Regions from separate parts of the Mus musculus genome. Here region 1 is linked to region 2. The links are chromatin contacts, called in public ChIA-PET maps. All regions are on one chromosome and are shown on one strand. The core of a region is the stretch at or near the end of the contact, and the rest is flanking DNA. Distances in the headings are between cores, read along the strand shown.

Region 1 (7,081 bases), core at 1,403-3,902, 210 kb before region 2:
CCATAGTTCCCTTCCTCCTTCCGCTCATTTTTCTTCCCCTCCTCCCCCTCCTTTGCCTCCTCCCCCTCCCCTTCCCCAGCAGTATGTTACCAGTGCATATGTGCAATCAGTTCTAGATAGAAAAGGTTCCTGATGGACATAGAGCCTCCTCCATTGAGAAGGGCTTAATGTACTGATATTGAAGGGGCCTGAGCCAGCTTTGTCTTGTTGGCACTTGTGGCCCATGGCAGGACACGTAACACTTTGGATCATTGCCAAATGTTCTCTGGTTCAAGTGGACACCAAGTCTGTACATCAATACAGAAGCCGGCTTGTCCACTCTACTGAACACTCTCCTTTGGACCTTCTGGGAAGGGAGAGGAGACCCCAGATAGAAGAAAATGCTGGCTAAGTGAGGGTCAGAAAGCAGGGGTGCCAACAGGTGTTGAGTATTTTGAATCCCAGTTAAGATTTATGAATCCCACCGGGCAGTAGTGGCACATATCTTTAATCCCAGCACTTGGGAGGCAGAGGCAGGCAGATTTTTGGGTTCAAGGCCAGCCTTGTCTACAAAGTGAGTTCCAGGACAGCCAGGGCTATACAGAGAAACCCTGTCTCGAAAAAACAAAACAAAACAAAATGAAAAAAGGTTTATGAATCCCAAACTCAGCTTTAGGGCTAGACTCCGGCTTTGTAAGCTGTAGACTGTAACCCCATATAGGGTTGACCCCATGAATGTGGAACTGAGGATGGGGGCGGGAAAGTTCATCAACCATTAAAGGTGTCTGCAAGCATGGTGAATCTGAGGTTTGTCTGACCACACTTACCTGTGTTTCACCACGTGAGTTTACCGAGCCTTGGTTCTGAGCATATAGTGTGTGGACTCCATCATGCAGACTCTCTATGAAGCCAGGAGACAACAGTAGCTACATTTTGCCCTTTTGCTATCCCCATCCCAAGGCCCCTAACTCTCTCCTCTTCCTCTCCCATCCAACCTGGAAGTCCCACCTACTCCCCCAGTGATTGATTTCTTTATTCATTAGGAGATGGTTCTTGGGCCAAAAGGGTTTGTGAATGAAAAGTTTTTGAGATCTCTGATTCTGTAGAAGTGGGCCAGTGGTTACATCACTAACCACCCTTGCAGAGGCCCAGAGTTCTGTTCACAGCACCCAGGCCAGATGGCTCACGACCATCTGTCACTCCAGCTCCAGGGAATCTGATGACCTTTTCTGGCCTCCACAGGCAAATGCACACACTTGACACTCACTCGTATTCACACACACATTCACACTCACACAAATCAAAATAATCAAGCCAAGCGCTGCCTTTGACAGCCTTTCCTGTTGCTGTTGCATGGGGGAGCTTCCTTTGTGGTACGGTGACAGGTGTGATGGGAGTTTCTTGGTGGCAGTCCACCCAAGCTGTGCGTTATGCACTTCTGGAAACATTGGTACAAGCCGTGAGGTCTGAAGGAGAGGAATGGTCTTTGCAGTCACTCCTGGGACTACAAATGGTTTTGCATAGTATAGACTTAATGCCCCCTTCTAATGGCAGCGTCTGGGTACAATTGCCACAGCTTTGTATTCAACATATTTTAGTACCTTTTCCCTCAGTGTTAAAAACGACTTTAGCATCTTCTACTTTAGTGTAGTGGAGGTTGATTAAGAACTATAGGTGTCATATGGTTGGGACTTTTTTTTTTTTTTTTTTTCTAGATTTTTGGGCATATGTGTTTGTGCCATGCCCATGCAGTGTCTGCAGAGGCCAGAAGAGGGCATTGCATCTCTTGGAGCTGGAGTTATAAGGTGGTTGTGAGTCACCCAACATGGGTGTTGGGAACTGAACCCTGGAAGAGTAGGAGGTGCTCCTGACCTCAGTGCCATCTCTCCTTCCCCTGGTTGAGAGTAAACAGAATCAAACACTGTTGTCTTTTATCCTTGGTGGGATTATAGGTACTTGAAACTGCGTAAAACTGTGGACACTCTCTGTGCCTCACGTGCCAGCTGTGCTCTGTGGGACTAGGTCATGCTCAGAGCTTCTCTTGATCTCGGAGATCTGCTTGAAGCTGTCTTTAAATGTTTCCTGTGTCAGTCTGTCACTTCCCCTGTGGCCCTGCCTCTGACCTTCCCCTATTGTTAGCTGAAGGCTACACAGGTGGTTCTCCACAGCCTCGATGTAGCTCTGCAACCAAGGCCTGCCCAGGGCTGGACCCTGCATGGCCACACTGACCTGGCTGACTAGACAGGTATTGTTTGGCTGAGCTCAGCCTCCTGGTTCTAAGATCTGACTCTGAACACTGGAAAGGTGTTTCTTATTATAACCAAAGGAGTGGAGGACAGCGACTCGGTCACTGAGCAGTGGAAGTATGGGCCAGACTTGGGCTGTGGCAGACAGTATGTCACATCTTTTATCTCTACTGGCTTGGGCCTACTCACCAAGTTGCCCAACAGCCCTTCTTTTAAAAACAAAAAGTGACCCAGAACCCGATGGCCACAGCTGAACTGCTGAAAAGAGTCTGATTTCTGTGCACCTTCTCCTCAGCTGTTCATCTCTGTGCCGGAGACTCAGTATTTAAAAGAAAATAAATGTGCCTCAGCTGCCTGGGCCCCTGCCCCACAGGGCCCTGGGCCCATGAGAGGGTTGTGCAATGTTGCAGGGTAGATAGTGTACTGGGGTGTCTTCCCTCCCACCGAGACAGTGACGTCAGTCTGGTCACCACGGCTGTGGTCAGACAGGAGACACGCCAGTGCAGCTGAGTGGCTGGCATGGGGAACTGTGGTTTGCTGTTTTGACTTTAGGTTCAAACATGGCGGAGGGCACGTGGGGGATGGGAAGGAGACCAGGAAGCTGCGGGGCAAGTTGGAAGTTAGATGTTGAAAGCCAGTGCTTCCGTGGCTGCGGTGGCATACTCCTGTGGTCCCGGCTTGTCCCAGGCAGAAGATGGGTTTGAGGCCAGCCTGGGCCACACGGTGGGTGAGACCCCATCTCAACCAGCAAGTGAGCAAGGGAATACACACTGCTGTTTTGAAAGTTAAGTTCTGTGTTTTGTTGACTGTAAAAGGCGAGAACGCAGCAGCTGACTGGCAGTGACTCTGGCTAGTATCACGGTGTTTAGAAAGGAAGGTCTTAGAATCCTCCACGTGCAGGATTTTAGATGAGGCAGTGTGCTGGTCTCCCCCTGTCTGCGAGTTCCAATGTGACTTTGGTGTTGACTGCTCACATGTGACATCACGACATAACTTTGTCTTTTTCCTCCCCACCCCCGAATATGGGCTAGGGATGGCGCCCAGGACCCTGGGTGCCCTAGGGCAGTGCTTGGCCTCCAGCCCTTTCCTTTCTATTTATTTTTTTCCTTAAAATAAATATATGCTAATACTTACGACCTCTTAGGCCAGGAGAAAATCTTGCTTCTTTGTAATTGGGGGATGATGTTTGAGCAGCGCTTCTGTTCTGCCGTGCTGCTGTGAGTAGAAGCAGCAGGTATATAGCATTTGCATGCGTCTGGGCTATTCTTCAATAGCCACGCTAGGGATAGAAGTCAGGTATGTCCTCAGAAGGTGCCCTGCCCCCAGACCCTGCTGAAATCATTCTTTGCTCTGCCACATACAAGAGCACAGCAAGTGGGCTTTAAAATATAAGCATTGGATAGCTTCCTTTGGCATGGGGATGGACCCAAAGATGAACAAGGGGGTATCAGTGGCCAAACCCAGTCACCACTGAGGGTCACTGCCCTTCCTTCAGCTTTGTGATAGAGGTGTTCGTCTGATTAGCAGAGGGCATACTTCCCGTCTGCAGCTCACCTGTGCGAGCCATTCACGTCACCCTGGTCATACGTGTGATGAGACTTCAGAAGTGCTCAGGGGACTCTACAGAGTCCTTTGTCCCACCCCACTCCTGGGAAATCTCCTGTGGACTTTTCCTCCTCTGTGCTAGCCTCACTGAAGCTCAGCCACTCTGCCGCATGAACTTCAAATGGAGGAGGCACCATCGTTGCTTTCTGCCATGGCCTGGGGGTGTGGAGTGGAGGGGTTTCCCCACCAATCGTGTGTGCAGAGTAGTCACTGAGCGACTGTCTTCTCTGTGGGTACCTTCCCAAGTGATGGGGGCCCGTGGGTGGTTTCTGCTCTGGGGCTGGGCTGCTCTATAGCTGCTCTCCTGAATGACTGCTCCTATTTTGGACCCCTTGGAACTTGTTGCTGTGGTGATTGTTTCCATAGCAATGTCTGTTGCCCCAGCAGGCAGCTGATGAAATGGCTCCCGAAACTCTGGGGTCCATGCTGAGCCCGTGTCCTCCCCACTCTGTGGCCCCTGCCAGGAGTGTTGGGAAACACTGGGCACAGAGTGTGTGGTGTGGGCTGTTTGGGGTAGGTTAGCCTGCAGGGGTAGTGACTTCCTCGGGCTTCACAGAGTTCTTCCTCTGCTCACCAGAGTCTTAAAGAGGCATCCCTGCTCTGTAGAGGAAGAAGTCCAAGAAACAAGGCTGGGAAAGGAACAAGAGGCCAGGGAGGGAAGAAATCTTACACCTTCTCAAGGTCTGAGGATGAGCAGTGCTTAACCAAAGGTTAACAGGAAGGAATCCACTGCCTATCCAAACCAGCCCGAGTCTATGAGTGAGGCAAGCCAGCACAGGATCCATGCTGAGCTACCCGGGCACTATGGAAAGTTCCAGTCCGCCCCGTGGCCAGAAGCTGTACAAGGAACCCCACTGGGGTGCATTACAGGTCACTGTATATTTGCGAGTTTATATCTTGCTGTCTAAACTGGCAGGGTTTTTATTTTTCCTGGTGGATGCTCAGAAGGACTTTCCCTCCCTCCTTCCCACTAACAAAATCGCGTTTGTCACCTGTATGTGAAGCTGACGCCTGTTTGACGGCCAGCCGTGCATCAGTGGTGATATGAAGGGAAGTGAGTGGTCACAAAGGTGGCTTTTCTTGGGTACCACAGCGCCGCAGATGAAATTGACTTCATGCTAATATGATTCTTAATTGTGACTGGTGGAAATAAGATTGGTCAGGCCTCAGAAGCCACTGTGTAACTGCCCACCAGAAGGCTTTCTCTGTTTGAAAGAATTAGTTCCCTTAGGACTTACAATGTTGAGAGTTTTTACTCAAAGTAATTATAATTCCTGTTATAAATTTTAGGAGATACAAATCCCCTTAGTATTTGAAAAGCCATACTGTCTTGATTCACAACCAGGCACAAATTTGTCTCTCAGCTCAATGCCCCTGACAACAGCCCAAAAAGCCAGACTGACTGTCAAAGCAGATCTGTGTCACAGCCCTCATGAACACCTAACTGTGAAACACATTTTGAGAGTTGCAGCTTGGGACTGGAGAGGTGGCTCAGTGGTTAAGAGCACTTGTTGCAGCATCCATGTTGGGCAGCTCACGACTGCCTGTAACTCCAGCTCGAGGGGATCCAACAATTCTTCTGGCCTCCATGGGCATTGTACGCGCGCGCGCGCGCGCACACACGCGCACACACACCACACACACACACACACACACGTTTCAAAAAATGTAATAAAAACAGCAACATCAGCTTGTCGACAGCAGTTTTGTGCACTTTCTTATAAAGGTATGGGGTTGAGTTCCTGAGAATCAAAGGGCCTTCCGAGTTTTAACTTCCCTGTGGGGATTGCTCACGATCAGTTTCCCTCTCTCTGCTGTTTATAGCAACTTTTCGTTTTAAACTCTACCCTGAGGAGCTAGTGCTGGCAAACCTTGTTGATGTCAAATGTCCCCTGCTTGGCAGTGGCTGCATGCCCAGACCATGTTCTGAGAATGGCAGGCTGCCTGCTGTATTGCCAAAACTTTCCACACAGAGTTTTGCAAGGGGCCGGGCCAGGCGCCAGGGAGCTGGGGGACTGTGGAGACCACAATGGGGCGCTCCTCCCGCCTTCCCGCCCGACTGCTGATAACATCCTAATTTTCTTTGCATAGGTGAAGCTTCCCTCAGGGGAGAACCCAGGATGCAGACCCTCCCGGTGGCCTCTGCGCTCAGCAGTCACCGCACAGGCCCGCCTCCCATCAGCCCCAGCAAGAGGAAATTCAGCATGGAGCCCGGGGACAAGGACTTGGACTGTGAAAACGACCACGTCTCCAAGATGAGCCGCATCTTCAGCCCCCATTTGTAAGTTCCACCCTCTTTGGGATCTTGCCTGCTCTGGGCTGGGCTGTGTTTCCCTTCACCTTTCCTCCCATCACGTCATCATGATTTCCTTAGTTATTGATAGAGGACGTTGTTTATAAAAGATAGGTGGTGTTTATATGACAGGAAGGTGTCGAGCTGACTTTAGTGACTGGTGCAGAGATGACATCTTATTTCTTTTCAACTCCGACAACCTCTCATGTTGGAGGGGAGCAGCCCTGAAGGTGAACTATGGGTGCTGTTTGGAAAACTTGGCTTTTGCTTGCCAGTCTCCTCTGCTGGCCATTATGCAAATCGATACTGGGTGTTTGTGAGTTACCCAAGTGGAAGGCTGTTGCATGGGCGTTCAGTATTGCACCCTGTTGTGACCATGCACCGCACTGTGCAGCTGGGGGTAGCCTGGAGCCATGGTGACATCTCTTGGTGTCAGATCCTTGATTGGCATTGCAATTGATTGGATTACCCTAGTGTCTTCTCTGATCCTCATTCTCTCTCTCTCTCTCTCCCTCTCTCCCTCCCTCCCTCCCTCCCTCCCTCCCTCCCTCCCTCCCTTCCTCCTCCTCCTCCTCCCCCTCCTCCTCCTCCTCCTCCTCCTCCTCCCCCTCCTCCTCCTCCTCCTCCTCCTCCTCCTTCTTCTTCTTCTTCTTCTTCTTCTTCTCTCTCTCTCTCTCTCTCTCTCTCTCTCTCTCTTTCTTTCTTTCTTTCTTTTCCAGACAGGGTTTCTCTGTATAGCCCTGGCTGTCCTGGAACTCACTCTGTAGACCAGGCTGTCCTCGAACTTAGAAATCCACCTGCCTCTGCCTCCCAAGTGCTGGGATTAAAGGCGTGTGCCACCACTGCCCTGCCTGCCTGCCTGCCTGCCTGCCTTCCTTCCTTCCTTCCTTCCTTCCTTCCTTCCTTCCTTCCTTCCTCTCTCTCTCTCTCTCTCTCGCTCTCTCTCTCTCTCTCTCTC
Region 2 (6,494 bases), core at 386-2,885:
GCAGAAAGGAAAGCTGAAGGCCTGCGACCCTGCTGTCCCCTGTGCGTAAGCGACTTGTCACAGCTGATCTTCAGCAAAAGGTTAAGCAATTCAAGATGGGGACCGCACACAACCCGCCAGCTTATCGGCATCTTCAGAAGCAGGGCCTTTCATTTCTTAGAGTTGTGCTTTTTCTTTTTTCATGACACAAAGGATCTTGAACAAATTAAACATAAAGCCTTTTGTGTCTGAAGTCTTTAAAGGACCTTTTATGTTTTTATACAGCCTGGCTAAGGACACTTTGCAAAAAGGGACAGCAAGGGAGATAACCACTGACTCCAAGAAACTGCTTAAACGTGAAATGAGAACTGATGTTATTTTCTCATTAAGCCGAAATTATCAATTAGGATTCTTTGTATGAAAAATGGATTAATGTTTAATTAACAAGAACTCTTAGTATAAAAAGGCACTAGTGTTTAAGTAACAAACTCTGATACCTTTAGCAATATTAAGAAGTCTATCCTACCAAGGAACTCATAAGCAGACAAATGGTTGATATCCAAGCTGCACCTGGTAACCTGACAGAGCCCTGGAGTATCCTTCTCTCCCACCCTAGCTCACTGGAAAGTGTGCCTCCATAGGTATGACCGTCAGGTTCCCTGAGGTTTAGACCCTGCCAGCCTCACCTACACCTGAAAGGAGACACAGAGGACATTTGGAGAAACAAGACGCAGTTAAAAGTAACCAGTGTGGTGCCTTTCTCCCAATGTGTATGCCTAGAAAACATTTTCTTAACATACCCAACTTTACTCAGTAATAAACAGATCGAATGTGTGGAAGGAGATTGATCTCCAGGGCCTATGAGCTGTGGCAAAGGGACATAGTTACCACACCGGGAAGGACCTTACTATGCCTAGGGGCGCAGCCAGTAGAAGCAAGTGTCAATCTGGCCACTGTGGATCATGGAAGTGACGTTCCCACTAGGGGACAGAAATCTGATCCTGAATGTTAGTCAAAGTCTATAGACTGTCCGCTTGACAGACACAGCAGTGTTTTACAGACATCCTCGTACACAGATACACAGGTGCCTTTCTCAGCTCCGAGGTTGTGTGTGAGCACACAGGGAAGGCAGACCTTGGGTTTTTTAACTAGTTGGCAGGTGTGATTTCACCCCCACTTCGAGGCTGCACTGAACTTTTATATCAGTCATGTCTCATGTACTGAAAGTTTTCTTTCCCTCTTGGTTAACCACTGTGTGTAGGTGTGTGGTGTAACGGCCTCTACCCTGAAGCTCCTTTGCCCTCTGCAGTGTGGAGTTCTGCTTCTGAGAGCTCATATCTGGAGTGTCTTCAAGGGCATATATGTTAAAATCTTGGTCCCCAGGTTGTAGCTGAGAGCCCGTTGACCTTTAGGAGGTAGGGGTGGGGTTTAGGGGAATGGAGGTTAATAGGATGAAATTAACCCACTGAGGTCATGCCTTTAAAGGGGACACTGGCCACCCAGCCCCTTCCCGGCTCTCTTTGCTTCCCAGGCACCATGAAGTGAACAGCTCCTGGTTCGTGCTCTCATCGTGATATTCTCTACAACCACAGGACCAAACACAGTAAAGCCAAGTGGCCGTAGACCAACGCCTCTGAAACCACAGCCACCTTATAAGTGTTGTCATAGTGATAACAAGGAAAGTGACACGCTGGGCCTGGAAAGCACGCTGGGTACTTGCTTGCTTTTCCTTTGCTCGTTTTTTTGAGACAGAATGTCGCTCCTTAGCTGGCCTGAAATTCACTACATATACAAGGCTGGCGTCGTGAGTGCTGGGGTCACACCTGGCTACAGGACCTTGCATTATCTGGCAACAGTGAAGCCGCTCTTCCCTGAGTCTGCTTTGTCCTATGCTGAATGGCAGGAGTTGTTAGGTCACCATGTTTGAGAAATTATACGGTGGCTGTAGGGTGATCAAGAGGCACAGACTGGTCCTGCGCTGCTCATAGGTGCCGGCACGATCTGCACTAGTCAGAAAGCTGCTCTTTAGCACACATTCCCAGGGATCAGTTAGAGACAGGAGAGCCTCCTGCAGGCCTGGGGGGCTGAGCCAGGGTTGTTCAGCTTCCACTCATTTACTTACCGCGAAGGTCAGGAGCAGAAACTTGTTGAGGAGCATGGGGTTTTCGAGAGCAGCACCTGACTTTATGGCTTCCCAGATCTGCCAGAAGAAAGGAAGGTGTTAGGTTGGGCTGCTGATATCTCTGTCCAGCCGCTGAGCTTCTCAGCACAGCTTCTTCCCCTCAAGCCTGCCACTGCTCTCAGACGCTGAAGTGGTTCATTACCTCTCCCTGCTACTTCACACTGCCTCTCCACCAGCCTTGCTCCATCATTATCAGTCCATGAGAGTACCTGGCACCTTCCCTCAGGGGCCCTCAGCACAGGGGAGGCAAGTAGACACTCAGACCTTTGAGATGCCCATCTGAAGGGATTTACTGTTGTCTGCTGGGTGCCATGCATGTCATGGCTACAGAAATAAAAGTACAGGTTCAGCTCCATGCAGGACTCCTGTCACAGAAGCACAGAGTTCCCGAGAGGACACCTGACCTGTCAAGAATTGGGAACTAGGGGGGAGGAAGAGGGCTCTGAAATGAGTAATTTGAATTAAATACACAGTGTGGCTTTCTCGCCTCCTTCCTCCCCCGCCCTATTGCCCTGACTAGTCTAAAATGCTCTAAACAGGCTGACCTCAAACTTAACAGATTTTCTGTGTGTTCCTGAGTGCTGGGACCAAAGGAGTACATCACCACACTCATCCATCCCTACAGCATCACACCCATCCCTATAGCAGCACATCCATCCCTACAGCATCACACCCATCCCTACAGCAGTACACCCATCCCTACAGCATCACACCCATCCCTATAGCAGCACATCCATCCCTAGAGCATCACACATCCCTAGAGCATCACACCCATCCCAATAGCACCACACCTATTCCTACAGTATCACACCCATCCCTACAGCACCACACCCATCCCTACAGCATCACACCCATCCCTATAGCAGCACATCCATTCCTAGAGCATCACACATCCCTAGAGCATCACACCCATCCCTATAGCACCACACCTATTCCTACAGTATCACACCCATCCCTACAGCATCACACCTATCCCTACAGCATCACACCCATGCCTACAGCATCACACCCATCCCTACAGCATCACACCCATTCATACAGCACTACACCCATCCCTACAGCACCACATTTATCCCTACAGCAGCACATCTATCCCTACAGCAGCACATCCATCCCTACAGCACCACACCTATTCCTACAGTATCACACCCATCCCTACAGCACCACACCTATTCCTACAGTATCACACCCATCCCTACAGCATCACACCCATCCCTTCAGCATCATACCCATCCCTACAGCATCACACCCATCCCTACAGCACCACGCCCATCCCTACAGCACCACATTTATCCCTACAGCATCACATCTATCCCTACAGTATCACACCTATCCCTACAGCATCACACCTATGCCTACAGCATCACACTCATCCCTTCAGCAAGGGTTTCTTTAAACTCTATTTGGAGAACCTCTCACCTTGAGAGATAAGGCAAGGGGCATGGTCTCTATGTATATGAGGCTAGCCCTATGTCTGTAGGTAAGACCTGGGCTGTCATCATCTGGTCATAAGATTCTCATAGCTCAGTTGCTAAACTGCATGTTGCTATGAAGGCCACAACAAATGCTGGCAACAAGAACATGCCCCACAAGCAGGTGTGAGAGGAAAATAAACAGACATCACCGCATGGAGGCACTGGACCACAGAAGAGTGAACCCCACTTTTGATGAGCTGGCTGGGGTAGGGTGGGATTTGAAGATTTGCCTCCATCAGATTGGCCTGTAGGAACATCTATGTGGCATTTTCTCTTTGCTGATTAATGTGGGAGGGACCCCCGGAGAAGTCTGAGTCTGGTCAAGGTCAAGCTTTGTTCTTTCATGCAGTGAGATCTAATTCACTGTGAGTGGGGTGACCACTGGGACTCACACAGAGAAGGATTGTCTCTCTCTCATGTTTCTCTGCCATGTTGGTGTGGTTACTGTTAGTGGGCCTTGCAGAAGGTCCTTTACTAAACTGACTCATAGAACACAAATACAATGGGTGGAAGAACCTCAAAGTCACCAGTGCCTCTGTGTATCTCTTATAGGCTACCTCTGTGACACACCCCTGTGCCTGAGTAGATACAGCGCACTTGCCTGGACCCCGGAAATACAACGAAGCCAATGTGGCTATGCAGCTAACCTCATTTGCTGACTGCTCCAGAAGGAGCTTCTTGTCTGCTGTCTTAAAAGCCTCAAGTGTGTTGGTGTTGTGCAGGGTTCCCATGGCCGGGCAGCAGTGGGCAGGCGTGGAGGCACTCCTAGATGAGAGAGAAACACAGTTACCCAACACGGCTGGGGCTCAGGGTTACAATAAACCTGATAGCACTGACTGGGCGAAAGAAGACCAGTGATTCACTGGTCCTTGCTCAAGCACGAGCAAGCAGGCGCTGCCTGGAGACCCTGTGCCCTGAGCTCTCAGCTTCCCAATCTTCTCAAAGAAAGCTCATTCCCATAATGAACCTGGCGGGGGGGGGGGGGGGGGGAACTGGCTGAACCAGGAACTGCAAAGGGAGGGCCTGAGTTCTAGCTTGTAAAGCTTAAGTTCTCCCTCTTATGAAAACTGCCTAGTGTGATGGTTGGTTAGTTCATGTCAACTTGAAACAAACTAGTCATCCAGAAAAGAAAAAAAACCAAAAAACCTCATTTGAAGATTTGCCTCCATCAGATTGGCCTGTAGGAACGTCTATGTGGCATTTTCTCTTTGCTGATTGATGTGGGAGGACCTAGCCCATGGGCAGTACCACCCTTGGGCTGGTGGTCCAAGATAGCAAGCTGAGTGAGCCACGGAGAACAAGCTAGTAAGCAGCATCCTTCCATGGCCTCTGCTTCTGTTCTTGCCTCCAGGTCTCTGCCCCAGCTTCCCTTCACGATGGGATTACAACTGTAAGACTGTACAAACCCTTTCTTTCCCATGTTGCCTTCAGCCATGCTGTCTGTCACAGTAATAGAAAGCACACTAGGACAGCTGGGGTCACACAACACTAGGACAGCTGGGGTCACACACTCACAGACAGAGCAGAGTGTACAGTCCCCAGCCCCTGCGCTGGCTCCAGTCCACAAACTCTGGGCAACAGCTCCCATGTTCCTGCTAAAGCCTAGCATCTCAGTACATTTTCAAGAATGGCAACAAATACTCTGGAAGACAAACAGCTTTCCAGGAGACAGGAATATGTCTTTTCCTGCTTGTCCCACCAGACCCACACTACACAGCTCTGCACATGGCTGCCATTATCATGTTGGCCATGGATAAAATGCAGGATGCCCAGACTACTGTCAATCCAGGGCACTAGCTACATGGTTTATAACCACTCCACTTCCCTAAAGCCTCCCAGCCCCAGGAATTGGAGGGATAAAAGTTGAAGAAGATGGATTGACTCTAAACACAGGTGTAGACAGGGACACATCTGTTATCTCTAAGTGGCTGGCCTGAATTTTGGATAGTACTGATCTTAAAGAAAATATTCCTGTTGCTGGAGATGGCCCAGTTGTTAGGAACACTGGCTGCTCTTCAGAGGACCAGAACTTAGTTCCCAGCACCACTTACAACTATCTGTAACTCCAGTTGCAGAGGATCTGTGCCCTCTTCCGAGCTCCAGGATATACATCTTTTGAGCTCAGTCAGACAAAGCACGCATCCACATAAAATAAATAATTAAATCTAAATATTTTTAAAAAGAAATATTTCTGCCATTAGCGCTTTATGTTGTTGCTGTGTGGAACTTGCAGAGAGACGGGCCCATTACTCATCACTCTGAGGAGAGCACATGTATCAGAGACTCAGCGTCCTTTCATATCTTTCCATGTGAGGGCACAAAGGAGCTGCAGGGGACCTGGTGGAAAGAGATCTCTATCTAGGACAGGTCAGGAGGGGCCCATGAGTAATGATGGCTCTGCTAAATGCCAGCTGTAAGCCTTAAATGTCAAGTCCTGGTTGGCTGTAGGGGATCATCAGGGGCCAGAGTTCTCCCTGGAGAGTCACGAGTCAGCACATCAAAGGCTGCCTGTCACCACGCTTTTCTACTAAAAGAGCATTCCTCGTCCAGGCCAGAGGAAGGCACTGAAGACAGTCTTGAGGAGAGAGAAATCATACAATTCCTTGTCCAGGCCAGAGGAAGGCACTGAAGACAGTCTTGAGGAGAGAGAAATCATACAATTCCTCTTCCAGGCCAGAGGAAGGCACTGAAGACAGTCTTGAGGAGAGAGAAATCATACAATTCCTTGTCCAGGCCAGAGGAAGGCACTGAAGACAGTCTTGAGGAGAGAGAAATCATACAATTCCTTGTCCAGGCCAGAGGAAGGCACTGAAGACAGTCTTGAGGAGAGAGAAATCATACAATTCCTTGTCCAGGCC

Evidence for each region. ChIA-PET counts read pairs in DNA pulled down with a chosen protein or histone mark.
Region 1: an RNA polymerase II ChIA-PET map of memory CD8 T cells shows a contact between it and region 2, with 56 read pairs. The contact joins two enhancer-like sites. A contact is called at or near these places in 4 of 115 datasets of contacts at active chromatin or transcription factors (effector CD8 T cells, embryonic stem cells, memory CD8 T cells and 1 more) and 3 of 9 other capture datasets (adipose tissue, liver and pancreatic islet).

Annotation. Positions count from the first base shown.
Region 1 is chr6:114,889,647-114,896,727 of GRCm38.p6, reverse strand. Vgll4 (vestigial like family member 4) reads left to right here. Exons shown (of 5, transcript NM_177683.3): 2 at 5,922-6,111. Among named protein-coding and RNA genes, the nearest start is that of Vgll4, 29 kb to the left of the region's middle. Within about 2 kb of position 2,652, at least 185 of the 459 cell types and tissues checked have an H3K27ac peak or open chromatin away from gene starts, as enhancers often do. A contact at or near this core is called in memory CD8 T cells, where this site is marked.
Region 2 is chr6:114,675,847-114,682,340 of GRCm38.p6, reverse strand. Atg7 (autophagy related 7) reads right to left here. Exons shown (of 19, transcript NM_028835.5): 4 at 4,284-4,401; 5 at 2,102-2,179. Among named protein-coding and RNA genes, the nearest start is that of Atg7, 36 kb to the right of the region's middle. Within about 2 kb of position 1,635, at least 13 of the 459 cell types and tissues checked have an H3K27ac peak or open chromatin away from gene starts, as enhancers often do. A contact at or near this core is called in memory CD8 T cells, where this site is marked.